2 separate regions of the Mus musculus genome follow, and region 2 is linked to region 1. A link is a contact called in public Hi-C data. All regions are on one chromosome and are shown on one strand. The core of a region is the stretch at or near the end of the contact, and the rest is flanking DNA. Distances in the headings are between cores, read along the strand shown.

What was found. A called contact is a pair of places that touch in the nucleus more often than the background predicts.
Region 2: a Hi-C map of cortical neurons shows a contact between it and region 1, with 4 times the contacts expected there. The contact joins two enhancer-like sites. A contact is called at or near these places in 1 of 484 Hi-C or Micro-C datasets (cortical neurons) and 1 of 9 other capture datasets (embryonic stem cells).

What each region holds. Positions count from the first base shown.
Region 1 is chr2:136,595,359-136,600,103 of GRCm38.p6, forward strand. All of the region lies in intron 2 of Gm32659 (a long non-coding RNA gene), which reads right to left. Among named protein-coding and RNA genes, the nearest start is that of Ankef1, 65 kb to the left of the region's middle. Within about 2 kb of position 2,678, at least 21 of the 459 cell types and tissues checked have an H3K27ac peak or open chromatin away from gene starts, as enhancers often do. A contact at or near this core is called in cortical neurons, where this site is marked.
Region 2 is chr2:136,105,457-136,110,304 of GRCm38.p6, forward strand. All of the region lies in intron 4 of Pak7 (p21 (RAC1) activated kinase 7), which reads right to left. Among named protein-coding and RNA genes, the nearest start is that of Gm14218, 29 kb to the right of the region's middle. Within about 2 kb of position 3,130, at least 77 of the 459 cell types and tissues checked have an H3K27ac peak or open chromatin away from gene starts, as enhancers often do. A contact at or near this core is called in cortical neurons, where this site is marked.

The DNA of each region.
Region 1 (4,745 bases), core at 1,428-3,927:
AACCAACAAAAATGCCATCTTTCAGCAAGACAAAAGAGCAGAGACTCATGATTCTATGAGATTCTTTAGCTGGAGATTTGGATACAAGGAAGTGGGCTGCCTTCAAGATGTGAACTTCAACCTAATATCCAAAAGATACATGAGAGCTAACAAGAGCATCTGATTGGTTAGATTAGGAAACCAGGGCTGCAGCTCTTTGTACAAAAGGATGTAGCCATCGTTTTGTCAAGCCTTAAATCAAGTGTCCTAAAATAATAGTGTGTGTGTTGCAGGGGGTGGGAGTGGGGAACTGTATTGGATTAAGGCCTGTAAGAAGACACAGGAGTTCAAAGGTGGCCACCAACAATGGCTCGAGCAGTAGGCAAGGGGTCCTGACATGAACCTTGGGCTTGAATAAATGAAGAATTAAACAGAGCGATCAGAATTATAAACAATTAAGCAGTCCTGGTCAAGAACTTATCTGGTTGTCCAGTATCTCAGTTTGGGCTCTGCAAGAATAGCTGAAGAAGTCCTTATTGTTTTAGAGGACAGTTGATTTTCAGAAGAGAATTATTCATGCCTCTAGCATAGTGGGTAATTGCTATCATCTGGGGAGTGATCGTCCCATGAGGTTCTACTCTTGCTAAATCCAAGGTGAATGCAAGTTTTAGACAATGACTAAACTATATATAGTTGCAAACTATACATAGTTATGTTAGCATACTCCCCTCATGTACCTCTGCTTTCCACTTTCTCTACCCTCTATCTGATGAGTTCCTTTTGGTCACTTAGATTTTCATCTACTCTCACGCTGTAAGATTTCATATATCTGTATAAAATGAGAAACACGCACAGCATGTGTCTTCTTGAAACTGCCTTGATTCCCTCCAGTTACATTCATTTTCCTCAAGCAGCATGGTTTCTCTCTTCTTATGTAAATGATACTCTCTGGGTTTGTTTGCAGGGCAGCATGGAGAAATTAAAGGGATGCTTCAGCCCATATCTCTGAAGCCTCGACCCTACCAGTATGTGCTCCAACTAGGTTTCTATTCAGTTAGACTTTCACAATTGACCCACATCCTCACCTTAGCTTTTACCCCAATGATAGGACATTTTTATTGCCTGCAAAGATAGGTTACCAGTGAATAAATTGATCAACTGATTATCTAACTCTACTAACAGAAAGGCTTCCTTCTTTCTTGTGTGGTGCTAAGAGCCCACTGCAAGTGGTTCCAGGAATGGGAGTCAGTCCCCCCTAAACATCAGATTCAACCAAATATTTGAGCCTCCAAACTGGGAGCAGATTTGCTGGGACGCTGAGGCCCTCTAGTGGCTATCTTGGGCTCACTCTCTCTGGAACGCTAGTTCTTCCTAGCCTATTAAAATTTCAACCAGCTCTTGGATTTTAAAAGGAAAATAAACAAATCATTCTTTTGCTTCTCCCTAAATATAGAAAGCTAATTTAGGGCTACTTGGATTCTCAGATCAAGAAATTCACCTGGCCGCTTTGCTATCATCCAGTTGCTTTGTGTTTTAAGGAGCTTGGAAGAGCATGTCTGCTTTTGTCTTCAAGGTCTAAATGCCTTCTCATCCCAGAAATGCACAAAGCCTCTAACTGGTTTGAGTCTGCAGATGAGGCAGGTGTACAGGCCTGGGGGCCATGATAACTTTCTTTTGACTCCAGTCTTCGGAGGCAACCTGGTCAGTGACAGGACCATGAGCTATTACTATGTCTTATGGCTTTGGTAAGTAGGCGAGCTCAGAGTGCAGCCTGAAACTGGTGCTGTCAGCCCTTTCGTGAATCGATTTCCACAGTCCCATGGGAAGCTTTCCTAATATAATTAGCCAGCATTGTGGTTGTATCACCTTCATCTGACCCCTGGGAGCTATAAAGAAGCCCATCATACTCACCTGGCTTTCTTCCCAACCAGACAATTAGGCCATTGGCCAGGAGGAAGCAGAAGAAGAGGAAAGGCCTCCATTTCCATATCTGATGACATCTGCTATCCCCTGGGCTCACAAGAGGAAATATAGGCAATGGTACTTTACTGGGCATTAGTATCTTTTAGTTTACAAGCAGTATCTTTTTCGTTGCACAAATGAGGGCATTAGCACGCATTTATCAAGATCACACAACAAAATAAGCAAATAACTCGTCTTCAAACCCACACTTTTGCCAGACCTGCATCTTATCCCACTAAGCTTTGGGTTTCAGGCCCCTGACTCAAAGATTCATGTGACCATGCCTCCTGGGCAGTGGGTAAAGTGTATGCCTATCCAGAATGTCTCAAAGCAATCTTGCTTGAAATACTATGTCCAAGAGTCTCTGCCTTGCGTGTGCAACCTGGAGCCTTCCTGCTCAAAGCACAATAGTGGACTTTGCAGCATCTGGAATCACTCCCAATTAGCCAGTCCTAACTCCCTGGATGAGGCCTATCCCCAGAGCATCTTGTGCTCTCAGACAACCTAAATTTCTTAATGGAGGTTTTGGGCCAGGAGAACTGAGAGGAATGTTGATTGTGGCTTCTTTAGCCAGCTCCCATGGTATAAGCCACATCCAATTCCAAGTGGCCTGAACTATGTGTATGTCCATCAGATACACTAGTGCTCAGGGGGTGAATTTAGCTCTGCTGTGCACTGAATAAGATGTGACAAACATTGCCTGGCAGTGGCTGAATCATGTGCTATAAAACTACCCTTCTGATGTAAGTCCCTCTGTAGCATGGAGAGGGGCCTGAGTCTGCATGTGGTGGAAGAGTAAGAGGTCAGCCTAGGGAATGCCAGCATGACAAGATGAGAGAGGAAGACAGCATTCCTTGCAGAAATTCTTCAGGCTAACAGTAAGATATCGAGGACCCCAGCCCTGACAGTCACCATAATGCATGCAGCTGGGGTCTTAGTTCTGTCTACTGATTCAAAGTACCTCTTTGCTTAGCTTCCACAGAGACATGAGGTTGGCTTGCTTCCTCATTAGCACATTATTTATAGTTGCTTTCTCTTTTATTTTTCTTGTTCCATTCATTTTGAGGAAAATTATCGAACACTAGAGGCACTTCGTTTACATAAATAAGGGTGTCATGTTTTTCAGAAAAGACTGATACGGCTTTAAATCAGCAAACCTAGACTCTAAATCTGTGCCAAATCTCCTTGAAACATAGGCAAGAGGGCCCCACCTGAAGTTCACATTCAGGGTGGTTGAGTGGGGCTGGCACGGGTGCACATCTAGCCAGTTCCTGGGGGTATGGCGCTGCAGAGCTAGCTACAGCAAGCAGAATCATTGCTCTAATCTGTCAGAATTTGCTTTAATTACACACTTACACTTGTGGTTTTTTATAGAGCTTTTCATTTGTATGAAGCTCTCTTTAACCCTTGAATCCTGGCATGAGGGAATTAAAGGGATATCAGAAACCAAGATACAGAAATATAGGCCAAGGATCTCTCCCAGGGCCGTGGAATCAGCCAAGAAGCAAAACCAGGACTGACATGTTGCCTCGCTCTGAGCTGGGCTGTTTACTCTGCATTCTGCTGACTTGAAAGCTCCACATATTCTCTGGCTGCAGCATCTGCAGTATTCTTGGTGAGCTCTCCATCTCAGGCCAGCTTTGTGCTAAGAGTCCCTAACAGACACATATGTCACCAGCACAGTCTACGAGAACGTACGTACAGGCCTCCTACCTAACAGCTCTGGGAAAACAGGGCTTTGGAAAAAAACAGCAGCTGTGCTGGGCCTATGGAGGAGAAACAGCACAATGACTATCCAGTAGCCTAGACAGGTGACTCGGCCCAGAGGCCCTGAACACAGGAATAAACCAAAACACTGCCAAAGCTGGCACCCTGGCTCTCCTGGCACCTCAGAGGAGGTCATGGAACCTTTCTGTGCCTGACAAGATTATTATATTCAGGGAAAACAATTGTTTACATGGAAGAGAATAAGCATGAACGAACTATAGATTTAGGATAGAGTTTAGTCAATTTCTACTGTATGGCAAATAACCCAGTGCTTTAAAAGACAATTATCCATCACAAATCTTTGAGGAACAGGAGAAATGTGTGCAAGGTCTCTCCCTAAACTCTAATCTACTGGGTTGTCATCTGGGCCATGTTCATTAGCCAATGCAAACCCAAGTCAAGCCACCTCTGCTTGGGAGGACACACAACTTTTTTTTCAATTTTTATTAGATATTTTCTTCATTAACATTTCAAATGCTATCCTGAAAGTCCCCTATACCCTCCCCCTGCCCTGCTCCCCTACCCACCAACTCCCACTTCTTGGCCCTGGCATTCCCCTGTATTGGGGCATATAAAGTTAGTAAGACCAAGGGGCCTCTCTTCCCAATGATGGCCCACTAGGCCATCTTCTGCTACATATGAAGCTAGAGACACAAGTTCTGGAGGTACTGGTTAGTTCATATTGTTGTTCCGCCTATAGGGTTGCAGACCCCTTCAGCTCCTTTGGTGCTTTCTCTAGCTTCTCCATTGGGGGCCCTATGTTCCATCCAATAGATGACCATGAGCATCCACTTCTGCATTTGCCAGGCACTGGCATAGCCTCACAAGAGAGAGCTATATCAGGGTCCTTTCAGCAAAATCTTGCTGGCATGTGCAATAGTGTCTGAGTTTGGTGGCTGATTATGAATCCCCTGGTAGGGTAGTCTCTGGATGGTCCATCCTTTTGTCTCAGCTCCAAACTTTGTCTCTGTAACTCCTTACATGGGTATTTTCTTCCCTATTCTAAGGAAGAATGATGTATTCACGTGTTGGTCTTC
Region 2 (4,848 bases), core at 1,880-4,379, 490 kb before region 1:
AAAAGATGGCCTAATCGGCCATCACTGGAAAGAGAGGCCCATTGGACACGTAAACTTTGTATGCCCCAGTACAGGGGAAAGCCAGGGCCAAAAAGGGGGAGTGGGTGTGTAGGGGAGTGGGGGTGGGTGGGTATGGGGGACTTTTGGTATAGCATTGGAAATGTAAATGAGCTAAATACCTAATAAAAAATGGAAAAAAAAAAGAAGTGCAGGAGTGGTCCCCCTGGGGCCATGGGGTCACTGAACTGCAGCCATCACTTTGATCTTTTTTTTTTAATTAGGTAATTTCTTCATTTACATTTGTGGTACATTTACACAATGGAGTACTACTCAGCTATTAAAAAGAATGAATTTATGAAATTCTTAGGCAAATGGATGGACCTGGAGGGCATCATCCTGAGTGAGGTAACCCAATCACAAAAGAACTCGCATGATATGTACTCACTGATAAGTGGATATTAGCCCAGATATGTAGAATACCCAAGATATAAGATACAATTTGTGAAACTCATGAAACTCAAGAAGAACGAACATCACTTTGATCTTAAGCAACTGCATTGATGGAGCATGTTACAGGCTCATGGCTATGGAAAAGATCTCATTCTTTTTAATTTTATTTTGTTTTCAATAAAATTGAGGCTTGGAAACATAATATATTTTGCATATCACCTAGGCCAATGGCCCTCTATGCCCATGGGAATCACAGGACATGCTGATTCTGCTAAGGTTCATCCCATATTCACAGAAGGAGGTTTCTGGATGTCCTGGGCCATTAGCACATTGGCACCCAGATCTCATTTCTTGCCTGCTGTGACAGACATTCCCACCATTCCTTGTCATCTATCTGATCTGTGTAATTAAAGCTAGGACTCTTTCTTGTGATTAAAATGCTCTGACATTTTCCTGGGGCCAAAATTGGGCTCCTTCCCTAAGGGATTACTCTATTAAAAGTCTGTTCTTTCAGGGAAAAAAGAAGTCCTAATGATAGTATTTATTGAGGGCTTTCCATGTAGCAAGGTCTATTCCGAGGACTCAATGCACATCATGGTATTTCGACCTCACATTAAACAATAAGCCCTATTTTATTTTATAAGACTACCAAGGCATAGTAGGTTGAAGTAGGTTAGAGAAAAGGACTTTAAGCTACTAAGACAGAAGAATGACAGTGTCAGTCTTCTTTGAATCATTTGTCACTTGGGTCCTGCTTAAGTTCACTGAAACTGGCTTCAATGATGGAGGATTGGGAGTAGACAGAGGAGGGTATCGTGTGAACCGATGATAGCAGAGATAAGGGGTGTCCTGGTGTTTATTTGTGACCTTACACATCTGAGTTGTCTGGAACAAAATAAGAATTTGACCAGAAAATAATGAAGGATAAGGCCTATGGGAGAAGAGAAACACTAGGGTTATATTTTGGTTTTTAACAGTGTTGGCTTAGATTACTCTTCAAATATATATAGTTTTATATATATGTATATGTGTATAAATATATATATATTTGAAGAGTAATTTATATATATATATATATATATATATATATATATATATTTGGTTGTGTCAGAAAAATGAATTGATCATCTATGTATAAAACTCATTATTTTCAGTATGCTTTGGCTGAAACCAACTTTGTATTTGGTGCCAATGATACCCAGCTTACATCTATATGGTCTTTTACAAAGGGAAGCCTAGTTGCTTTTCTGCAGTGTGACCGCCTCCCCCTCGTACCCACTCTTGATTTCTGTCATCATTCCTCTAACTTGTCTTTCTGATGGTAGTCTATATTTGGGGGTTTTATTGAATCACAGATGAATCAGCCTATGTACATTCTTACATGCATGCATTCATGCAGGGAAGTCAAATGTAAACTATGAAATCTTTTCTTATGTAATTTAGAGACATATTCCAGAAGAAAAAGGAAAAGCTATGGAGTTTCCATGAGCAAGCCTGTCTCTAGTATTTGTATTTGTGAAGGGATATAGAAACTAATAATTTAGTAAAAGCACGTTGCAGTTGAGTTAGGCTATTGAAAGGGATTGTAATTACTAAGGGAACCATTGCATCTCCCAGAACCCATACTCGAAACCATTCCCAAAGGAGGTGTGTATGCCAGTTTCCCCCCAGAGTCCTCAGCGTGCAAGCGCTGAGCAGGGGCAGAAAGCCTTTACATAGGAGAGCAAACAACAGAGACACCACAAAGACTGTCCCCATTCCTCCAGGGAAAGCAGTCCTGTGTGCTTTGTGAACAAGTAAGTCTACAGGAATGACTTCCCTCCCACAGACTCTAAAGGGGATTCCCATATGGCCCAATGCAATAAAAGACAGCTAGATCAATTGTTTTGCAAATTATCACCCCAGGCTGCCAAACCAGTTAGCTGCAGTGCAAGGAGACCACTAATGATTGTTGCACATCAGCTACATTTGGAGAGGAAATTCTCTCTGCAGGAATCTTTAAAAATACAGACAGATGAACAAGGAGCTCTTTCTTTTGGGGTGGTTAATAACATACACTTGGTTTTTAGTTTCCTGAGATTTTTTAGCATACCACATAAATGAATTCTTAAAGAAATGCGCCTTTTCCTGTCTCTAGTCAAGATGTGCAGTGTGTGTGTGTGTGTGTGGGGGGGGGGGCGGGGACTTATTATGTGAGAATAAATAATTCCCCAGTTAACAGTTCAGCCAGAATGCCCTTCTACAATAAGTGCACTGTCTCCAAGGATAGGGTTAGGTACAGGCTTGTGATGTATCAACATTATAAGTAATTATAGCAATGAATTCATTTAATCAATCAATTTCAGCAGTGGTGCACTGCAGTGGACAGGGCATAAAACTCCTCACCGCTATCAATTGCCCCGATTACAGCTGGCTGTCAGCCAGAATTCCCCTGATCCATGTTAGTTAAATGCACATTAATCTGAATTTGGCAGTGTAATCAAGGACCTAACTGAACTGTGAAATTGAATTCTGCAGTAGAACATCATTTGACCATTTTATGCCAAGGCTGGAAAAAAAAGGTAGAGGGTGGGAGAAAGAACAGAAGGGGGAAAAAAATCATGCTGCAGTATCCCTTTGTCACCAGGAGCCCCTGCACTGACATCAGGGAGGCTGTGGCTGGCTGTGGCTGGCTGGTGCTGGAAGGTGGTGTGTGCAATGGCTGGGCTGTGCATCTCTCCTACAGAATGGGACCAAGGAATGTTCCGTGAAGGATGGAGATTACAGGGAAGGGAGACAGCTGCTTCCAGGGCTCAGTAGTGATGCTCCAATACACCTTTTTGGAACACAATGAAACAAAGAGATTGCTCATCTCAAAAAAAGAAAGAAAAAAAAAAAGGAGAGAAAGGCAGACTGGGTGTTGCTCGCTCTACATAAATCAGAGTGAGATAAAAGCGAATCACAGCCCTCTATTGTCTGAGCTTGGAAAGTACATCTTAAATTTTTCTGGACTGAAAGGAAAATGTTAACAGGACCAGCCTTGGTGTTGGGAGAGGAAAAAAAGAGCATCCGCAAGAGAGCCAGGGAGCATCACTGGTGGTTTTTTTTCCCCTGCAGAGACATTTTAGGGAATGGTAATTAGGAAAAGACAACTCATTCATTCTGGTGGCCCTCCTGTTGTGCTTTGCAAACCAGTTTCTCTCCTTTTTCGGTCAGGAAACAGCACTGATGCGATTCCTGCTTGCTCTCAGGCAAGCTCTCCTGCTCTGCCCAAGGCTGATGGGCCTTCTTTCTTGCTTTCCCCAGCAGCTGTTTGCTGTCCTCTGAGCTCCAGTCTGTCTCTTTGCAGGGTATGAAGGAACCTCCTGTTGAACCTTAATAAAGTAGTTACTGTTGCTTCTGCCAAAAGCAAAACCTTTTTATTGATGTGGTGAATTTCCTTCCTGATACTTACTTTCATTTACAAGAGGGGGCAATTAGTTTCGTAGTAGATGTGGCACATTTATGCTGGCTGTGTGACAGGGGTACATAGCGCATGCTAGGAGCTGATGTTCAACTTTGATAAAAAAGGCAAATGCTGCCAATGAGTAGTTTGTGACCCTCAAAGCAAGGAGCATCTCCTTATGCTGCTGAGGTAGGGGGTCTGGGAGGTAGGTTGGATTCTGTGTGCTTTTGGAGACCTTGTGCAGTAGGAAACTATTCAGTGCATTGAGCAAGCTGCCAGGAATTTTCCCCAAACCCTTGAGTTGGAATTTCATTTAGGCCTATAGGGATCTACATCTCATAACAAGGAGCCTGAAGAATCAAGTCTTTCCTGACTTACTAAACAAATGATAAGTACGCACTATGGATGTTCAGATAAGTTGCTACTGACCTCTGCAAATGGCGAGAGAGTACTTTTAGGAAGAAATGACTAAGTCCGTGATGAGCAGACTCGAGCACACTATATCTGGCTTTTCTCCTACCTCTGAATTGGCATGTGTAATTATCCCCATAATTGTTTTTCCTAGCTCAAAGGAAGTATCCTCCATCCAACAACAGACACTCTGCCCCAGTGCCTGAAAGAATGTGCAGGGACTTGGAGTCAGTGAGGATTGTCTCTTTGCTTCTGAATATGTGTTGATGCATTTCAGGGTTCTGGGAAAATTAGGGATGAGCAACACCAGGCTAAATTCCTTTTGCCTTTTAATTTACTAGAAGAAAGAACTACTCATAGTGACCAAAATATGACTTAGTTTTAAATCATTCCCAGGAAGAAGAGCATTCCCAGGAAGGCGTATGCTCATGTATAGTATAAGGTGTATCTACAGTTATACCTGTGGGGCAGATGTTAAAGATAGCATGACATTATCTTTTGCATGCTTTGCATGCCTGAGTGAGGACCACACAGGGACATGTATATAACGGAAACAAAGATTA